3 separate regions of the Sus scrofa genome follow, and regions 1 and 2 are each linked to region 3. A link is a contact called in public Hi-C and HiChIP or PLAC-seq data. All regions are on one chromosome and are shown on one strand. Each heading gives the region's core, a stretch centred on a gene start, on an enhancer-like site or on the middle of the called end of the contact. The rest is flanking DNA. Distances are from core to core; before and after follow the strand shown.

The links. A called contact is a pair of places that touch in the nucleus more often than the background predicts. HiChIP or PLAC-seq counts read pairs in DNA pulled down with a chosen protein or histone mark.
Region 1: a contact with region 3 is called in a Hi-C map of retroperitoneal adipose tissue, with 1.7 times the contacts expected there. The contact joins the enhancer-like site here to the promoter of FOSL2 in region 3. A contact is called at or near these places in 3 of 5 promoter capture datasets (fetal skeletal muscle, liver and skeletal muscle), 1 of 47 Hi-C or Micro-C datasets (retroperitoneal adipose tissue) and 1 of 2 datasets of contacts at active chromatin or transcription factors (skeletal muscle).
Region 2: a contact with region 3 is called in an H3K27ac HiChIP or PLAC-seq map of skeletal muscle. The contact joins the enhancer-like site here to the promoter of FOSL2 in region 3. A contact is called at or near these places in 3 of 5 promoter capture datasets (fetal liver, fetal skeletal muscle and liver), 3 of 47 Hi-C or Micro-C datasets (embryonic fibroblasts, heart right ventricle and omental adipose tissue) and 2 of 2 datasets of contacts at active chromatin or transcription factors (alveolar macrophages and skeletal muscle).

The regions. Positions count from the first base shown.
Region 1 is chr3:110,985,352-110,988,140 of Sscrofa11.1, forward strand. The region is part of intron 10 of BABAM2 (BRCA1-A complex subunit BRE); the gene reads right to left. Among named protein-coding and RNA genes, the nearest start is that of FOSL2, 140 kb to the left of the region's middle. Within about 2 kb of position 1,505, at least 8 of the 83 cell types and tissues checked have an H3K27ac peak or open chromatin away from gene starts, as enhancers often do. A contact at or near this core is called in retroperitoneal adipose tissue and skeletal muscle, where this site is marked.
Region 2 is chr3:111,082,078-111,084,777 of Sscrofa11.1, forward strand. The region is part of intron 7 of BABAM2 (BRCA1-A complex subunit BRE); the gene reads right to left. Among named protein-coding and RNA genes, the nearest start is that of FOSL2, 240 kb to the left of the region's middle. Within about 2 kb of position 1,299, at least 3 of the 83 cell types and tissues checked have an H3K27ac peak or open chromatin away from gene starts, as enhancers often do. A contact at or near this core is called in skeletal muscle, where this site is marked.
Region 3 is chr3:110,841,630-110,844,329 of Sscrofa11.1, forward strand. FOSL2 (FOS like 2, AP-1 transcription factor subunit) reads right to left here and starts at 1,274. Exons shown (of 4, transcript NM_001315740.1): 1 at 1,120-1,274. The coding sequence starts at 1,221.

The DNA of each region.
Region 1 (2,789 bases), core at 255-2,754, 140 kb after region 3:
CTTGCCTTGATTTTAAAAAGAGACTAGCAGAGGAGTTCCCATCGTGGCGCAGCGGAAACGAATCTGACTAGGAACCATGAGGTTGTGGGTTCAATCCCTGGCCTTGCTCAGTGGGTTAAGGATCCGGTGTTGCCGTGAGCTGTGGTGTAGGTTGAAGACACAGCTCGGATCCCGAGTTGCTGTGGCTCTGGCGTAGGCCTGTGGCTACCGCTCTGATTCGACCCTAGCCTGGGAACCTCCATATGCCGCTGGTGCGGCCCTAGAAAAGGCAAAAAAACAAAAATAATAACAATAATAATAAAAGAATAAATAAATAATAAAAAGAGAGTAGTAGATACTCACTAACATCCATTCTCTTTCTCACTCAAAAGAAGTCTGATTTTTAGCTGGGCATTTGCTGCCCCAGCTAAAGCACCACTTTCCCCAGTCTGCCCTGGCTCACATGCTGAGGCCCTATGAACTATGAACTAAGTTCTAGAACCAGCACATGTAATTCAAAATGGTGCATGAGACTTCCTGAAAGTCTCAGTAAGTGAGGAGGTTTGTACCTGCCTTCTATCTTGTTTCAATTCTGCCACTTGGATTATGGATGTGAAGGCTGGAAATCCAACAGCTTTCTGGGACAATAAGCCAGAAAGCCACACCCAAGGAATGATGGCGTATAAAGCTTGAAGGAATCTGGGTCCTACATGACCTTTGGCCCTGTCATTTCAGCCGTGGACTGCTCACTTATACACAAGAAAGAAATACAATTCCATCTTGCTTAAACCATCGTTTTTCAAGCATCTATTCCTACTTCATCATGATAACACATGGTCTGTGCGGCACTATCGCATCTGCCCTGACTCCCTTTCTTTTTTTAAAAATTTGTTTAATTAATTAATGAATTAATTAATTTGTCCTTTTAGGGCTTACCTGCAGCATATGGAAGTCCCCAGGCTAGGGGTTGAATTGGAGCTGCAGCCACAAACCTACACCACAGCCATAGCAACTCCAGATCCAAGCTGCCTCTGTGACCTACACCACAGCTCATGGCAACGCCAGATCCTTAACCCACTGAGTGAGGCCAGGGATCAAACCCATGTCCTCATGGATACTAGTCAGATTTGTTACTGCTGAGCCCGACAGAAACTCTCAGGAGGGCGTCTCTTTCTATTTCTTTCTCATATATATATAACAGTGAAGTTCTCTCTGTGTCACATATCACTTTGTGCCTTGCAAACAGTAAGCAAGTTCATAAAATATTTGTTTAAAAAATGCATTTCATTGTTCTTCAGCTTTTTCTCATCAACTAGACCAAGGGTTGGCAAACTTCTTTTGTAAACAGCCAGAGAGTAAATATTTTAGGCGTTACCATTTTTGTTACATATTCTTCTTCTTCTTTTTTTCCCCTAACAACCCTTTACAAACAGAAAAACCATTCTGAGCTCAAGGGCCATATAAAAATAGGCTGAGGGTGGAGTTTGGCCCATAGGCTGTAACCAGCTGACCCTTGTGTGAGGCTCTAAGTGTCTTAAGGTCAAGTTTTGTTATTTACTTATATCCCCGGGGACCTAGCACAGTACTGAGTACACAGCATGTTCTCAGTAAACTCAGTACCCAGTTAAATTGGGTTAAATTGATTGGATTACGGGTAGAGAAGAGAAAAAAATGAAATGGAACAGCTAAAGTGGTCAGATTTGGTCTAACTTTTCTTTTTTAGGGCTGTACCTGTGGCATGTGGAAATTCCTGGGCCAGGGGTTGAGTATGAGCTGCAGCTGCCAGCCTACGCCACAGCCACACTGGATCTGAGCCGCATCCATGACTGCAGCTTGCAGCAACACCGGATCCTTAACCCCCTGAGCGAGGCCAGGGATCAGACCCCATCCTCACGGACTCTGTGTTCGGTTGGTTCTTAACCTGCTGAGCCACAACGGGAACTCCTGATCTAATAGTTATTTTGCTGGGGGGAGAAAGCCGACGGTCCAGGGAGGATGACTCAAAGGTCATTTACTAAGGAGATACAGGAAATGGGAAAACACAGCTTCTCATTCGTCCCGATCGCAATACCTTCCACTTCCAAGCAGTAGTGCTGTGACCTTACGCTGCTGCCCTCCTTACGGTGGGGCTAACTGGGGCCCATGAAAAAGAGCCAGTTTCCCCTGGTGGCTGCCTTCGTTCCGTGCCTCGCTATCTGGTTCTCTTGTCCCCTGGCATTCCAAAAAGCTGCTGGCCTAAAGACGGCATCTCCCTCCAGAGGTGAAAACAGCCTGGCAAATACAGAGTTACCCACATAACCACTGCAAACAATTCTTAGATGATGGCCAGGAAACCTTCCCCATAACAGTTTCTAAATGGGGGCAAATCCCTGATTCTGCGGTGGTTCCAAAGGTTGCAACATGTTGACATGGACGAAGGAAGGAGAGAAGGAATAAATGGAGGAAAAGACTCCATGGCCACCGTCACGGCCGCAGCTCCCACACCTGGGACTGCCAGCATGCCAGGAAGTTGCAGTGTCTCCCGAGAGATCCAGAATATGTTCAACGCTTCCCCTAGGGCACTCCTGCTTCCGCACACTCTGGCAAAGTCTGAGGTCAGAGCCACTGGCCTCAGGGAACCGTGCTTCTTCCGTGTAGCCTCCCCAGTGCTCGGAGTGACCGCCAGCACCTGCCCTCTGGTCTTCCAGGGCCTGGGCAGAGTGGAGGGCTGGGGACAGCAGAGATGTTATTTGGGGTCCTGCCAGGTCTTCCATCTCCAAGGAGCGGGGAGCCAGCCACAGACGTCTGGCTCCAGCTCCTCCTTCGTCCTT
Region 2 (2,700 bases), core at 49-2,548, 240 kb after region 3:
TACATAGCAAAACCCCATGTCGCAGGCATCTTTAAAGACCCTAAACACTATCCACCTGTCATTCATTAATCAATAACTATTTCACCCACTCCAGCTACCTTCCAAGGCCCCCTATTTTCTTTAAAAGAGTCAGAACCCTGGGCGCTATTCGCAGGAGGCTCCCACCCAAAACTGTAATGGGCAAGGGCAGTGAGTAGTGAGAGGTTTTTCCTCATCGCCACAGTCCTGTTTGCTAAAGATTCTTTTCCCTCCAATATGATAAAGAAAAGTTTAAGATGATAAGCTCCAGTTAGTTCAGTTCCCATGTTTTACAGGTAAGAGAACTGGAAGCCAGCCAGGCAAGATGACTTACTAACCAAAAGCCACACGGCTCCACTTAGAAGTAGCCACCAGGGCTACGACCCAGTCCTCCTGCCTTCCGAGCCCGGTCCTCTTTCCCCAGGTCTCCCTGCCTTTCCAAGCGAGAAGCACCGCTCCTTCCAAGCCGCTTTCTAACTGCTTGGCACGGGTGGTGGCTTTGAACAGGCCCTTCTCTGACAGCCACTCAGGCGCTTACCCATTGCTCTTGGCTAATTTACCCTGGTTCAGCTAAGGTACAGGCTCAAACTTGCATCAGGGCATTTGCCGAAAGATCCATGGTCTTTGGACCAAAGAGAAAGGAGCTCCTTTCTGGGGATTGTCAGGAAAAAGAAATCGCTGTCCGCCAGCTTCCCTCCTTTCCCACTGTGTCACCCTGTGTCCAAGACACTCTTTGGTTTGTCCTATAAGCCCTGCAAATGGCACCCTTTGCCCAGGAGGAAGCTATTCTGTGGGCTAGTAGGTGGAACACGAGCCTGAGTCGGAGAAGGCTGGATGTTAATTTCCCTCTACTTTTTCCTTGCGGTGTAAGTTACTTAGCTTGTCTGGCCAGCAGTCCCTTCACCTATAAAACAGAAAACATCACGGGGCTCTTGCCAGGACGAAATGAGATCATATATTTAAAGCTCCCAGGTCAGTGTCTGGTTCACACGAGCTCCTCAAAGAAACGCGTTCCTTTCTCCCTTCTTCTTTTGCTGTTACTGCTAAGATTTTGGACACATGATTTAACTAGTTCACCTCCCCTACATAATGGAAGATAATATATGCTTTTGACGAAAAGACACTACATAAAACAAAATATGATTATTAACCATCAAGATGAACACCTGAAGGCATTAATTCGCTTTATAAAATGTGCAAAGGTACCAGTTCACTAATAAGTACGTTATGGCAGGAGCCTGTCCTAGGGTGCCAATTTGGTGAAGGAAGACATAGGCCAGGGCCCAAGTGCCAAGCACACTGACTAGAGCAGCCAGAGACGGAAGCTTAGTTCTCTACTAGGGGTGTTTAGGGCTGAAGCAAAAATCCAAAGAAGTTCAAGAGCGAGGGCTAGGCAGAGCTAAAGGAAGCAGGGGCAGCACAGGCAGTCCCCGAGGCCCTCGAGGGAAGAGCATGAGGAGCCTGGGCCCCAGAGGACTGCGTTCTAGCTCCAGACCTGCCGGGAAAGGGTCCTTTAAGGTATCTGAGTCCTGATTTTAACTCCGAAAAATGGGGATAGCCATACCTGTCTCACTAGCCTACAAAGCTAAGAGCAGAGGATGCACTTCTAAAGTAGTGAGTACAAAAAGGAAAAAGAGAAAAACGAAACAAAGAGGAAAAAATAAAATAAAATATTGAGTGCAATATGCATGCAAAGTGAAAATACTGTTCCTAAGCCAGCAAGGGTGATGACAAGACAGGAAGATGGAAGTCACTGCCCTGACTAGAGGACACCAAGGCACGATGCCAAGGAAGTACCAAGGAAGGGCTGAGTACTAGGTACCCAGTGCCTGCCAGGTCGACCCTAATCCACCAGGCCAGGGGACAGGGCCGGTGACAGACAGGCATCATAAACACTTATGTTAGAGTCAGCCTACGTTCAAAAAAGACAATAAAAACACAACAACAGTACTCTTACCATGCTTGTCTCTAGAACAGCGCAAGGGGTCTAGAAGTTTCTCAATTCCTATCTTTACTGGAAGAAGTGACAAATGATACAGAAATGCAATTCATACTCAAGAACCTAGATTATGGAGAAATGAGCTTTTGTGGACTGGCCCCCTGTCTGGTTGGCAGCCAGTGGGCTTTCTCTGGGTGACATAGGGCCCTCACGGACGACTTACAGGGACAGGGCATTTATTGCAAGGACACTTGAGACTATCAGGAAGCAAAGAAAGTACTCTACCCACTCGGCATTCACCGGCTCCACAGTTCCCCCGGGGAGTGGGTTTCGTAAGCAATACAGGAAAGTTGCTTCCCGCGGATCCAGATAACAAACCAGAGCTGAACCACAGCTCTGCTGTCATTTCCCTGCATTTATACCTTGTAGAGAGGAGACAGGCCTCAGCTTTGTTTGGGGCCTCTTGGTGTATGGACTTGTACTGGGAGGGATCCGGTCACAGGACTTGAACTGGGCTCCCTGCCCTCCCCCAACTCAGCGAGCTGTACAAGTGACAGCCACTGCGGAGAAAGAAAAAGGGCTGAGTTCTCGCCCTGAGAATGCGGTGATATGCACGGCAGGCACCATGGCTTGCGTCTACCCCGTTTCCTTGGTAACCTAACTATGTACTGAATGGTTTCCATGGCAAAACGTGTCCCAGAGTCCAAAGAATCAACATACGCATACAATTTGAAATGTAACTT
Region 3 (2,700 bases), core at 24-2,523:
AAGTCCACCCCAGGCCCTCCTGGTTGGCTGGCTTATAGAAGCCAAAGCCATCATCATCTTACCAGCGCAACTCGAGACAGCCAACTTGCCTAGAGACTCTGCAGATCCTGACCGAGGCGGGCTTCAGGTTCCAGCAACCTTGTTGGTTAAGCCAGCTCCCTCCCAAGAGTGGGGGTCGGGGGGTGGGGGGGAGTGGTGGCTGCAGAGGGCAGGCACCCCACGAACACCACCAACCCAGCAGCACCTTTCTGGTATTTATTCCGGTATTTATAGACACACAGATCTCAGGCAAAATCCCTCTGGTGCAAACCAGTCCGCCTGCTTTAGAAACAAGTTGTTTTCCGGCTTCCAGAACCACCCAGGAGCCTAAGCGAGGTCTCATCCACCGCCCCCACCGCCCCCCCACCGTCCCCTCTCTGCAGGCGTCCTGGCCCCAGATATTCCCAGACCCCCAAGGCGCCCCTTCTGGTCGGCTGTGCAGGCTCCTTCTGTGACCCTAACAGGAGATGGATGGGCGCGGGGGAGAAAGGCGCAGCCTGAGCCAATCAAGGCTGACCTCCTCCTTCCTGACCTTCGCACCTGATTCCCAGAGCGACAACCCTCGCCCTCGCTCCGGATTACTTGAAGGAGCCCATTTTTCCCAGTCCCCAAGTTCTTTCAGAAATGAACGAAGACCGAAGGAGAGAGGGCTTTTTCGCAGGAATAAGGTCCCTGGATGTCGGGAGGTGCCCGTGGGTGCAAAGATTTTTTTTGGAGGGGGGTCTAACCACGGGGTTCCTGCGAGAGAGGTACAGGGTCCTGGGGAAAAGGCCCTGCAATTCCAGGAGCTTGTCTGTATAGGATGTAGTGTGAAGGCGAGGGTTTGTTGGCTCTCCAGCCCACTCGCCGCTCTAGTTTAAAAAAAAAAAAAAAAAAAAAAAGTGTTGGCGGGGGATGGGGGAAGGTTAAAGGAGGTGTCAGGAGGACAAGATGAAAATCTAGAACTTACAATGGAGGCCGCAAGAATTTTCTCGCCAAATCAAGAAAGGGAAAAGAAAGGGGGGGAAAAAAGGCAGTCCTGGCGAGAGGAAGGCGGGGGGTCCACCCGCGGCGCCAGGTGCACCCGGGGCCCGCACCTACCTGCTGGCCGCCGCCGCCGCTGGAGTAGGACTCGGCGTGCGCAGGAGAGCCGCTGCTGCCCCGGGACGAGGTGTCAAAGTTCCCGGGATAATCCTGGTACATGATCCGCGGTGGGGGCCCGAGAGGAAACAGGGTGTTTTTCTTCCCCCGCCCTCGCCGCGGCCGCGCACCGGCAGCTGCGCGCTGGCTCCCTGCCGGCCGCGCCTGGGGCTCTAAGCGTCGCTCCCGGGCTTCTCCCCCTCGGCGGCGGCACTCCGAGAACAGTGCCCCCCGAGCGCCGAGCGCTGCACTTCTTTCCTGCTCTACGAGCGCCGCGGGACCAGTTGTCCACCCGGTCCCTCCCTCTAAAAAGTCCGCGCGTCCCTCGGTCCCTCCCCTGCGCGCGCCCTCCTGCCCCCGCGCGCAATCAGAGCCCAGCCGGGACCGCCGGCTCAATCAAAAATTGGAAATTAAAAAAAGAATAGGAGCCCGGCGAGTCAAGCCTGCCAGGTCTGGGGGCCCCCAATTTCAGACAGGGCAAAAAAGGAAGAAAAAAAAAAAAAGGCGAAAAGAAAGGCTGCCCGCTTGGAGAAACTTCTATTTCCTCCTTTTAGAAAAGGAGCTGAGAATAAACTTCCTGTGGCCGACTCGCCGCCGGAGTTTCGAGCGGCAGGGACACTTGATTAGGTGAAGGCAGCCCGCCCCGCGGCCCGTGGGGTTCCAGCTGAGCTGACGCGGAGAGGGACGCGGGCCCGCTCCCCTTGCGGCGGCTCCGGCGCCCGGACCTGCACCCCTTCCCCGGCGCCCGCTCCCGGACGGGCCCGCCTCGCCCGTCCGCGCCTCTCTCTCTCCCTCTCTCTGTCCCCGCCGAGCGCCGCTTGCTTGCTCGCTGGTTCGCTCGGAGCCCCAGCGCTCTGCCCGAGATGAGTCACTACAATGGCACGAGTTCAACTCCACTCTTTATTCTCCAGCCCCTGTACCTCACGTCAACCCAAGACTCCACCTTGCGGGAGGAGCGCTAGGGGAGGCGGAGGGAGAGGGCCGAGGAGGAGGAGGGGGAAGAGGAGGAAGAGGCGCGGGAGGAGGCGGGCGCAGCACTCCCCTCCCTGCCCGGGCTCCCGGCCGCGCTGACGCCAGCCGCACACCCTGCGCGAGGAAGGAAGGAGGTGGAGGGGGTGGGAGCGCTGTGAGCGCGGTTTGGGGGACCCGAGGCAGCCCGGCCCTTCCCCACCCCCGCCCACCCCCCTGGGCCCTGCGCCCTTGGTCTGTTCCACCGGCGCCTGTTGCCAAAGATGGTCATTTGCGTTAGAGGACGCGCGTGCGGGTTCCCTCGCTTTCGGGTGACGTGGAGGGAGAGGGATTCCCTCGCCGGCTCCAGAGCGCGCCACGGCCTCCCTACTTCTCCACCGCCCTGGGAAGGGGCGCGGGGCGGGGCCCCCGAGAGCGGCCACGCGGGCCCCTGCGCAGGGTTTTAGAAAATAATCACAGTCCTGAAGAGCGAGACGGGCGGTTCAGCGCGGCGCCACCGCGAGGCCGGGAGCCGGGCGCGCAGAGCCGCTCGCAGGGAGGGTGCGGCCGCGCGCGGTCGTCGGCGCCCTCCGC